Linked DNA regions of Mus musculus: region 2 is linked to region 1. The links are chromatin contacts, called in public Hi-C maps. All regions are on one chromosome and are shown on one strand. Each heading gives the region's core, a stretch centred on a gene start, on an enhancer-like site or on the middle of the called end of the contact. The rest is flanking DNA. Distances are from core to core; before and after follow the strand shown.

Region 1 (5,557 bases), core at 1,321-3,820:
CAGCAACCACATGGTGGCTCATAACCATATAGAATGAGGTCTGATGCCCTCTTCTGGTGTGTCTGAAGAGAGTGACATTGTACTCAAATACATAAAATAAATAAATCTTAAGCCTTTCTCACAGGGAAGGAGTGGGGCCGGAGCAAGCAGGGCCAGAGTAAGTGGGGCTGGAGCGAGAAGAAAACAAAACAAAAAACAAAAACAAATATATATATATACACATATGTATATGTATATACATATATACATATATGTATATATATATATACACACACACACATATTATCAAAAGAAGCAATGTTTCAGTATGGTCATGTGCCTCAGTGTACCACTTGGTGATTGGTCACTGTCAGCATCTGGTTCAAGTTAGCTTTTCAAGTGAAATTGTGGGATTTCACGAGGATGCTGGCAATGGTGTCGGGGAGGGTGCGGTTGCTGGGGTGCAGGTTGGGAGTACAAGATGTCCGGTGGAGCTCAGAGTGAACCACAGAGCCCACAACCAACAGGGAACATCTTACTTAACAGACACAAATCAGCATGGAGTGTGTGGCCACAGGAACATGATGTGTCAAAACCCAGACAGCCGGGCAGCGTGGGGTGCACCTGTAAAGCCAGATCTGGGAAGCTGAGGCAGGAGGATCATAAGTCCAAAGCCAGCTTTGCTACGGGGTAAAACCCTGTCTTAAAACAAGCTGGCTAAACAAGGCTGTGTGGGAACTTAGGCCTGGGAACTTTGTATCCTTAATCACATCCTGTAGGGTGTGGGAGAAGCAAAACGCACTGGATGGACTTGAGAAGTTACAAACATCGGAGAGCAGAGAGGGGAAGAAGACAACTAGAAAGACAGAGAAATGGACAGGAGGAACATACTGGGAAGGGGTAAGACAAGCCGAGAGTGGCAGCACACACCTTTAATCCCGGCGCTCAGGAGGCGGAGGCAGGTGGATCTCTATGAGTTCAAGGCCAGCCTGACCTACAAAGTGAGTTCTAGAGCAGCAAGAACTACCTTATAGGAGACCTTGTCTCAAACTAATAACTTTTTTAAAAGACAAAGAAATTAGCATTTTGAAAACTGATAAATCTTTGAAAACACCAATCAATTGAAAGAAAGAAAGAAAGAAAGAAAGAAAGAAAGAAAGAAAGAAAGAAAAGAGAGAAAGAAAAGAGAGAAAGAAAGAGAAGGAAAACCTGGGCACAGACTCATGTCTGTAAGCTATGGACAGAGTAGTTGGACGGTCACAGCAAAAGTGGAAAAAAGACACAGGAAAGAACAGAAAGCAGGGCGCTCGGAGCCAAGCTGCTCTCTGGCTGATACCCTACTTCATCTCTGTGGAATGCATCAGGGATCCAAGGCTCTGTGGTCCACTCTAAACTCCACAGGACATCCGCACGTGCGTGCGCGCTCATGAACACACACACACCCAGCATCAGCACCTTCCCGGGCACCCTCGCCAGCTGCTTGTGAAATCCCACAATTTCACTTGAAACACGGCTTGTTTACCGCCCTGAGGACAAGCATTTCTCCCCACCTCTGCCACTTTCCTATTTCAGGTGTGTCAGGAACAGCTTTGGCAAGCTGTGTCACCAACCCACAGGTGTGTCTATTTTGTACCTTGGTTTAAAGGGGATAGGAATGTAATGCCTGCATGTGGCCAAGAGGAGGCGCTATTGGCCCATTTATGCCCTGCCTTTAAATTTCATAGATCAATGTGCTTTCATATGAATTGGCCTCAAGAAAAGAAAAGACCCCAAGACAGAGTCGTTGACGAGTTATAATATCGCTGGATACAGTCTCAGATACTCCACGTGCTCAAGAAAAAAGTCAAAACCTTTGCTCTGAAAAGCACTTTGATAGGCCCAGAGTACACCTACCTCCTAGACATCTATCTATTCTAGGACACCCTGTGGTGGGGGCAGGGGTGAAGTTGGGGTAGGATAGAAGCCCCCACTTCTTGGGGCCCTGTGTCTAAAAGAGCCACTCAGCCCCATCTCTGAGAGACACCTCAAAGCAGCCATGAGCCTAATTTCTGGGTTGCAGACAACTGTCCTTCCAAAAGCTAACCAAGATGACCTGGTTGGGATAATTGTCTAGAATCCCAGAGGGTGTGAAAGTGAGGGCGGCTGAGACAGTCGTGTTCACTGTTCACTTGACGGTCTGCAATAAGCCATGATGGGAATCTCAAGATGCTCTCACAGGGAGCTGGGTGTGGGGTGTAGTTGGAGTTGGCCTAGGGCCATGTCTGTTTGCTTATAGCATCTGATCTTAATAACCTGTGAAAAACTGAATTAAAAGCTGTACCTGAGACACCATATACTTACCACCCTGAAGTTATCATTTCTGGTTTTACTTTTTGCTAATATCATATCTGTTTTTACTTTTCTGTCAAATGCATCAGTACAGCTTGGCCTGATTGAGCCATAGGTGTTTTGTTTGTTTGAAGTAGCTGAGCTGCAATTCTGAACGTTGCCAATAGGTGGCGATATTGGCCTATTTATGATCAGCACATGTCTTTTTGGTGTGCTTTCATTTGCGTTGGTATTTTGGCTTGGTTGCCACGGTTATGGTGGGAAAACCTGCCTAACGTTGAGTGGCTCTATTGCCTGGGCAGAGGAGCTTGCGCTAGGCTATCTAAGCATCGGCAAGAATCCGTGGTTCATTTCTCTTGGCTAGTGACTGTGAATGTTCTGTGACTAGCTGCTTGAACTCTTCTCTTGCTGCTCAGACATTCGAAGGCCCAAGTACACTTTCCTAACTGCAAAGACCTCCATGTGCACCTCCTTAGAATGATAGGACTTAGTCTCAAGGTAATTGTTATTGGCACGATGTGTGAGACACCAAGTCCTTGTCATGAATAGTGCCTGGTCATGGTTTTAGAAAATGTGAGAAGGATGTGAAAGCTTAGAAGGCACACAGCTGACAGAGCCAGAATCTCTGAGGAAGAAGGAGAGGAGCCCGCTTTAACAAGTGTTCAGTAGGAGCCGTGAGATGCAGGTGAGCTTGAAACACTGGAGACTGGATATAAAGATATCCGACTGTGACTGTATAAACTTGGAGGAGACACTGCTCTGCCTGAAGCATAGAGCTATTATATATCAGGACAAACAAGGCCCTTGAAGCCAAAGGGAAGTGGAGATAGGAAGATCTGGAATTCAAGGACAGTTTGAGCTGCACAGTGAAACATTGTTTCCAAAAGGCAGACAAACAGCCAGAGGCAGTTCTGGCCTGTGCACACCTTTAATCCCAGCACTCAGGAGACAGAAGCAGGCAGATCTCTGAGTTCAAAGCCAGCCTGATCTACAGAGTGAGTTCCAGGACAGCTAGGGCTACACAGAGAAACCCTATCTCAAAAAATGAAGCAAGTAAGCAAGCAAACAAAAAAGCAGACAAACTAGTCAGGCATGGTGGTACACATCTTTAATCCTAACACTTGGGAGGCAAAAGTAGGCACATCTCTGAGTTTGAGGCCAGCCTGGTCTACAAAGCAAGTTTCAAGATAGGGTTAGAGAAACCCTGTGTCAAAGGAAAAGGAATGAGGGAAGGAGGGAGGGAGAGAGGGAGGAAGGGAGATAGGGAAAGAAGAAGCCCAGGGGCCAGAGGAACTTGGGTTCGATTCCCAGCACCCACATGGCAGCTCACAGCTGTCTGTATTCCAGTCCCAGAGGTTCTGGTGCCATCACACCAATGCACATAAGGTAAAAATTAAATAAATTACTAAAAACAAAAAGGAAGCTCAGAAGATGAGCTCAACAGGACTCAGACAGCAAAGAAGTAGGAGAAACAAGACCCCAAAGAGAGCCCCTAACTCAGGCCTGTGCCCCTCTCTGAGCCGGTCCCCATCGTGTGAAACTGTGGCTTCCAAACTGTGCACTGCCCTGGGTGGCTTCATCTTACAAGAGCTTTTGGCTGTGTTGTGATTATAAACAGAGGCAGGATGACTGCATTTCATGTGCTCACATACATTACCCAGGAAGCACAGACGTAAAAACAACGTATTCCCACTATAAGTTTATTAAAGTCAATTTGTATCGTCTTGTTGTTCCCAAACCTGGGGGCAAAGTCTGCACTCCCTGAAGCCAAGTTTGTCTACCTGTTCTTGAAAGCCAATTAGAATAGCAAATATGTATATACAAATATGTGTACATACTTACACGTGGGAAAGGGACCTGTGGCATATCATGTCGCCCTCCATCATCTTCCGTCCTCGTCCTGCACCCGCCCCTGCCTAGCTGCAGGCCACAGGAAAGCTTCCTTCTCAGAGCTCCAGCTCCTGGATGGAGATGCTTGGGTTCCTAAGGTATCTGACTCTACCATGAGAAGGCTGGACATACCAGAGAAAGAGGGGCACATGACCCCATAGCTGCCAGGTTTATACAGGAGTAGGCAATCTCTCCACCACAACCATTCAAGTAAGAACTTACTACTATCCAGGCCTGGTAATGCAGGCTGTTAATCCTTGCTACCTGGGAAGCTGAAGCAGGAGATCATGAGTTCAAAGACTGCACAGGCTACAGAGTAAACTCTATACTCAAAAATGATTTGAAAGGGGAGGGTGAAGCATAATAGCAGAGCTCCTGTCTTGCATGCATAAGACTCCAATTCACATTCCAGGGCCACAGACAACAGCAAAACTTACTCTTTGCATCCAGCAGAGAGTCTGACTCTTCCTCACTCAAACACACGCAGGCCTTCAGGGTCTTGCCTGTTCAAATCCCTGTAATTCTGGGACCTATTACACCTATTCTTTCATTTGCATCCCTCTTGAAAAGCAGGTCTCTAGATTTTGCAAGCATCAGATGTAATTCCCCAGCAATGGCAGTGACATGGCTCTCAGAGGTTTCAACCAGGAAATGGGGAAACAGTTGGGCAGTTAGCAGACACTGCTGTCATCTGCAGGAGGCCCCAAGGAGGACAGAAACAAAACAAGTCACAGAGCTGTCTAAAGGCAGCTATGAGAAATCATGAGAAGCACGTGTAGTGGTTCACATCGCACCACAGATAGGAAGTTAGAGCAGGGGGATTGCTGTGAGTTCCTGGCCAGCCTGGACTACACAGTGAGTTCTACTCTGGTTACTGTGGGTAGAGAATGAAATTGTATAAAAGAAAGAAAAGGAAAAAAAAATGGCAGGGACTGTCAGGCGATCTTTATCAATACTTCTGGAAGAAAAAAAAAATATGAACTTCCAAACTGAACCATTAGTCAAGTTCCTTGTGTAGAGGTAGGAAAAAGACAACTGGTCAACCTCACAGTTTGCCTCATGTGAGCCAATGTGGCTTTTCTGGTCTTTCAGTGACTCCTCTATATGCAGAAAATAAGTCAGCTTGGCAGTATGTAAAAAAAGAAAAGAAAAGAAAATATGCTGACTTCACAAACACAAGGCCTGGCTTTCCATCCTCACAAACAGCAGAACAGGTGAAAGCATCAAGTGGTCCTTTATGCTTCAATTTTTCTTATACTGAATAGGGGTGAGGTGTGTCAGTGTTGGGGTACATATTCATTGATAATGGGTAAAGGTGACTAGGAAGATATTGTCCCTGATCTGTAAAATGTCCCCCATG
Region 2 (5,557 bases), core at 2,058-4,557, 520 kb after region 1:
TGTCATGAAAATCAGAGCAGAAGACTAGGGAACAGACGCCCTCCGCAAACCCTCCTCTAGCCCTACGGCGATCCAGCGGCTTCTTGCAGATAAACACCTGGATCTCATTTAACTTTCCCGTACTTTCTCCCCTTACACGTAATTTAAATTGCTTATCATTTTGACCTTGGTAAGATGAAAAATGCATGCTTTAAAATTCAGTGTGTTTCCACATTTAAGGCCACCCCGGGGACAAGGCTGTCCCCTTGGGCTCTGTGCCTAACTGCTGGTGATGTTACATGCTTTCCTATAAGGAACGGGGATCATCTAAGACCCATCGAGCCTTATTAGGACGAGGTGAGGTGTGGCAATCATTGGGATGTTTCAGACACACAAATGAGGCCTGAAGCCTCCTGTGAGGAATACATTTGATTTGCTATTGTCAACTGTGTCATTTACTGCCTATCTCTTAATAACTTCCCCCAGCTCCCAATATTCAGTGAGCATGGTGGTTCTCTTTTGACAAATTTTCTCAGAGGACCTAAACTGTAGCACCCCAAAACACAGGCTTACTCTTTTTTTTATTATTAATGTTAGAATAAGTAGGCATAAGCCCTATGCCATTTAAACTGTAGCAAAAGACAGCTGTGTGACTAGTGAGAGTCCTGTTGGGAAGGGCAGTGTGACTACTGAGAGTCCTGTGGGTGTACAGTATGAATAATGAGAGTCCTGTGGAGGAGCAGTGTGAATAGTGAGAGTCCTGTATGACTAGTCAGAGTCCTGGGGGGGGCAGTGTGAATAGTGTGAATCTTGTATTGGGGTATGTGTCAATAGTGGGAGTCCTGAGGGGCAGTGGGACTAAGAGTCCCGTGAGGGGCAGTGTGAATAGTGAATCTTGTGTTGGGATTCACAGTGTGAATAGTAGGAGGCAGGCAGGGAGGCAGTGTGAGTAGTAAGAGCCCTGCTTGGATAGTGAGTGTCCTGTGAGGGGCAGTGTGACTAGTCAGTCAAGAGTCCTGAGTGGTAGTGTCATTAGTGAGAGTCCTGTGTGAAGGGGCAGTGTGACTAGTCAGAGTCCTGGGGTAGGCTAGTGTGAACTGTGAGAGTCCTGTGTGAAGGGGCGGTGTGACTACTGAGAGTCCTGGTGTAGGGCAGTGTGAACTGTGAGAGTCCTGTGTGAAGGGGCAGAGTGACTACTGAGAGTCCTGGTGTAGGGCAGTGTGAACTGTGAGAGTCCTGTGTGAAGGGGCAGTGTGACTACTGAGAGTCCTGGGGTAGGGCTAGTGTGAACTGTGAGAGCCTGTGTGAAGGGGCGGCGTGACTACTGAGAGTCCTGGGGTAGGGCAGTGTGAACTGTGAGAGTCCTGTGTGAAGGGGCGGTGTGACTACTGAGAGTCCTGGGGTAGGGCTAGTGTGAACTGTGAGAGTCCTGTGTGAAGGGGCGGTGTGACTACTGAGAGTCCTGGGGTAGGGCAGTGTGAACTGTGAGAGTCCTGTGTGAAGGGGCAGTATGACTACTGAGAGTCCTGGGGTAGGGCAGTGTGAACTGTGAGAGTCCTGTGTGAAGGGGCGGTGTGACTACTGAGAGTCCTGGGGTAGGGCAGTGTGAACTGTGAGAGTCCTGTGTGAAGGGGCAGTATGACTACTGAGAGTCCTGGGGTAGGGCTAGTGTGAACTGTGAAAGTCCTGTGTGAAGGGGCGGTGCGATTACTGAGAGTCCTGGGGTAGAGCTAGTGTGAAATGTGAGAGTCCTGGGGTAGGGTAGTGTGAACTGTGAGAGTCCTGTGTGAAGGGCAGTGTGAACTGTGAGAGTCCTGTGTGAAGGGCAGTGTGAACTGTGAGAATCCCATTTTATTTCCAGCGGTTTGTGAGGATACTTTTCACTTTTCAGTCATTTCTGTAGGACCCGACTTGCACACAAAGGTCAAATGCTGGCTATTTAGTCAACCATCTGAAATTAACTTTGCTAAAATAACAAATGCTCTTCAGGTCTAAGCTGACAGGAACGGGAGGGAAGGAGGGAGGGAAGGCAACGTCAGAGCCATGAGTCCTGGGAGCCTGAAAGTGAAGGAAAGGCAGCAGATGAAACACCCTCCCCAAACACAGTGAGGCTGGACTCAGGTGGAGCAAGTTGGCTCCAGGCTCTGGGGAGAGCAGAGACACAGGGGGGTCACAGCAGTTGGGGGTGTGACAGTGAGCAGTAAGGATCTTGGATACACATGGCCAAGACGATTTAAGGCCCTTCCATGTGTCAGGTATGGTGCCCCATGCTCACCCAACCATGTCACATCAGTATTGGCTAGTTTTGTGTCAACTTGACATAAGCTGGGGTCACTTGGGAAGAGATTCTCTGTTATCAAAATGTCCCCGCCAGACTGACCTGTGGGCAAGCCTGTAGTGACTGACCTGTGGGCAAGCCTGTGCTGCTTTTTCTCCATTAGTGATTGATATGGGAGGACTCAGGCTGCCCTGGGTAGTGTCCTGGGTAAGATTGCAGAATGAGCAAGCCATAAAAAGCGAGTTAGTAAGCAGCACTCCTCCATGGTCTTCAGCTCCTGCCCTGCTTCCCAATGAACTCAAGCCGTAGGATGACATAAATGCTTTCCTCTGAAGTTGCTTTTGGTCATGGTGTTTATCACAGCAGTAGAAACCCCGACCTGACAGCACCTGTACACAGAGGACACTCAACCTGGAAGTCAGAGGACACATGTCCCCGCAGCCCGGAGGACGTGAGGGCAGATGCTGCCCCTGTATCTCACTGACGAAGAGTCACTGAGGGGGTAAAGGCGGCTTGTCCAGGCCTTCCTGGCTAGAGCTGAGTCTCAGGCCTGGGGCTGGTGTGAGCAGTGATCCTGTCATGAAGGCCTCAGGGCTAAGCATCTCCATCACAGTGCTGTCCAAGTCTGAAAATATCTCATAGGCCGTGGGCATGACAAACCTCCGAGGTCACTGGCACTGAGCTGGGCTGGCAGGAAGGAGCGGGAACTGCAAGACACAACTGTAGCTTATAGGGAGTCTGCTTCCTTACCTGTCAGCTCCTCAGAGTGTGACAGCAAGAGCCTAACACTAACCAGGCCACTGTTGGCCTCCTCCGAGTCTGGAGACTGTCATCAGCTTGCTCATCCCTCACACACCCAGGACAGAGCCTAGCACATAGTAGGACTCAAACCCAGTGCTGGAATTTGTCACTGAAAATGGCTGCAGGAGTCTGCTGCTTACGAGAGACACGGGTCTGCAGTGTGCCTGCTGAAGAGGCCTGCTATAGTGGGTGCCACAGAGCCAGCAATGAGGCCAACACAAATGGCAATCAGCCCCTGCCAGGTCCCGGACTCTGCCCAACTGCGGCCACAGCTGTGACACTCCGGCTTTTACACCACTCTTTGTTCTCACAAAAGCAACATGAGGAAGCTCAGAGTTTGAAGGCTTATCATGACAGACGCCAGGGCTGGCATGGCAGCAGGGGCAGCTAGTCACATGACATCCACAGTCAGGAAGCAAAAAAAAAAAAAAAAAAAAAGTCAGCTGAGCAAAAAGCAATGCTCAGCTTGCTCTCTGTTTCACTTAGCTGGGCCCCTAGCCCATGGGACAGATGCTGAAATCCCAGGCCTGTCTAGATTCTATAAAGTTGACAACGATGATGATGGTGTTTAACCCTCACATGCTGTCCACAGTGTGACACAAGAAGTCTGTTAGAGCCCTGGTCTGCTTGACAGGTGAGAGACTGGAGGTGCAGACAGGCAAACAACCCGTCTGTCTGCACACGGGAGCCAGGTCTGCTGTGTGGCTGCACAGCCTCTCATTCCAAATGATGCAGCGCCCCTCACAACCCGCAGCCATGAGCCACTCGGAGAGATCGCACTGAGCTCTCTCTGACAGGGTTTCCCGAGGGGCTGCCCAGAGGGAGACCCAGCCTGAGTGTGGGTGGCTGTCCCGTGGGCTGTGGGCTTTGAAGACAGTTCAGTGCTTGAGTCCATCCAGTGAGGGGCAGGTCTTACTCCACAGAGACGGTTTGTTGTTTTAAACCATCAATACGCTCTGAACAAGTCTGTGCTGGAGAGAACAGGATAGGGAGGCACAGGGGACAGGTTTCTTATCCTCACAGTGTCGACAGTCTTGGAGGGGGGAAAAAAGCAAACCCAGAAAATGAGAAGGGAAGGGAGCTGTGAGGCAGGCGATGGGCATCACTGTCTTGCCAGCTGCTCTGCACCAGGGAACGGCTGACTGGTGACACCCAACGGAACACCTGAAGAACTTAAAGAGAGGCAGCATGTGGGGCTGTGGCACAGGATCTTCCAGGGAGAGGACGCTGCACATTTGTCCCAGGCACACATTTGTACACATGGGTGTTGGGAGCCGCGCCCACATTCGCCGTTACAAGATGGCGCTGACATCCTGTGTTCTAAGTGGTAAACAAATAATCTGCGCATGTGCCAAGGGTATCTTATGACTACTTGTGCTCTGCCTTCCCCGTGACGTCAACTCGGCCGATGGGCTGCAGCCAATCAGGGAGTGACACGTCCGAGGCGAAGGAGAATGCTCCTTAAGAGGGACGGGGTTTCGTTTTTTCGCTCTCTTGCTTTTCTCTCTCTCTTGCTTTTTCGCTCTCTTGCTTCTCTCTCTTGCTTTTCTCTCTCTCTTGCTTCTTGCTCTCTTGCTTCTTGCACTCTGTTCCTGAAGATGTAAGAATAAAGCTTTGCCGCAGAAGATTCTGGTCTGTGGTGTTCTTCCTGGCCGGTCGTGAGAACGCGTCTAATAACAATTGGTGCCGAAACCCGGGACGAGAAAAAAACTCGGGACTGGCGCAAGGAGGATCCCTCATTCCGGAACCAGAACTGCGGATCACGTTTATAAAGGTTCCCGTAACACAGACTGTTGAGAAGGATTCAACTGCCGAATTCAGAACTCATCAGCTGGGGAACGACGGTGATAAAGTGTTCCCATAAAACAGACTGTTGAGAAGGATTCAACTGCCGAATTCAGAACTCATCAGCTGGGGAACGACGGTGATAAAGGTTCCCGTAAAGCAGACTGTTAAGAAGGATTCAACTGTATGAATTCAGAACTTTTCAGCTGGGGAACGAGAGTACCAGTGAGTACAGCTTCACGAGGTAAGCCTGGCCTTGAACTTTCTAACGAAATTCAAGACAGTCTATCAGAAGTAAAGTGGAATATGTTTGGCCTTGAATTTTTTCTGGTGTTAGGAGCCCTTTTGTTCCTTTTCACATGTTATCAAGTGATTAAGATAGGGCTGAAAATTCTAGAGGAAATTCAGGGCAGTCTATCAGAAGTAAAGCGGGGAGAGAGAGTAGGAGCAAGGAGAAACGGTAAGTATACAGGCCTTTCCAAGGGTCTTGAACCCGAGGAAAAGTTTAGGTCAGGTAAGAATACCTGGAGAGAGATTAGAAGAAAAAGAGGAAAAAGGGAAAAGAAGAAAGATCAATTAGCGGAGGTCTCTAGGAAAAGGAGCCTGTGCTCATCGCTGGATGGGCTCGGGGAGCCAGCTCTTAGTAGTTCTGAAGCAGATGAAGAATTCTCCTCTGAGGAAACAGACTGGGAGGAAGAAGCAGCCCATTACCAG

Evidence for each region. A called contact is a pair of places that touch in the nucleus more often than the background predicts.
Region 2: a Hi-C map of the N1E-115 cell line shows a contact between it and region 1, with 3 times the contacts expected there. The contact joins two enhancer-like sites. A contact is called at or near these places in 1 of 39 promoter capture datasets (embryonic stem cells), 2 of 484 Hi-C or Micro-C datasets (the N1E-115 cell line and bone marrow-derived macrophages), 2 of 115 datasets of contacts at active chromatin or transcription factors (cardiomyocytes and embryonic stem cells) and 1 of 9 other capture datasets (embryonic stem cells).

The regions. Positions count from the first base shown.
Region 1 is chr9:120,499,736-120,505,292 of GRCm38.p6, forward strand. It overlaps the pseudogene Gm7229. Among named protein-coding and RNA genes, the nearest start is that of Eif1b, 9.9 kb to the left of the region's middle. Within about 2 kb of position 2,571, at least 64 of the 459 cell types and tissues checked have an H3K27ac peak or open chromatin away from gene starts, as enhancers often do. A contact at or near this core is called in the N1E-115 cell line, where this site is marked.
Region 2 is chr9:121,020,359-121,025,915 of GRCm38.p6, forward strand. All of the region lies in intron 35 of Ulk4 (unc-51-like kinase 4), which reads right to left. Among named protein-coding and RNA genes, the nearest start is that of Gm34945, 46 kb to the left of the region's middle. Within about 2 kb of position 3,308, at least 29 of the 459 cell types and tissues checked have an H3K27ac peak or open chromatin away from gene starts, as enhancers often do. A contact at or near this core is called in the N1E-115 cell line, where this site is marked.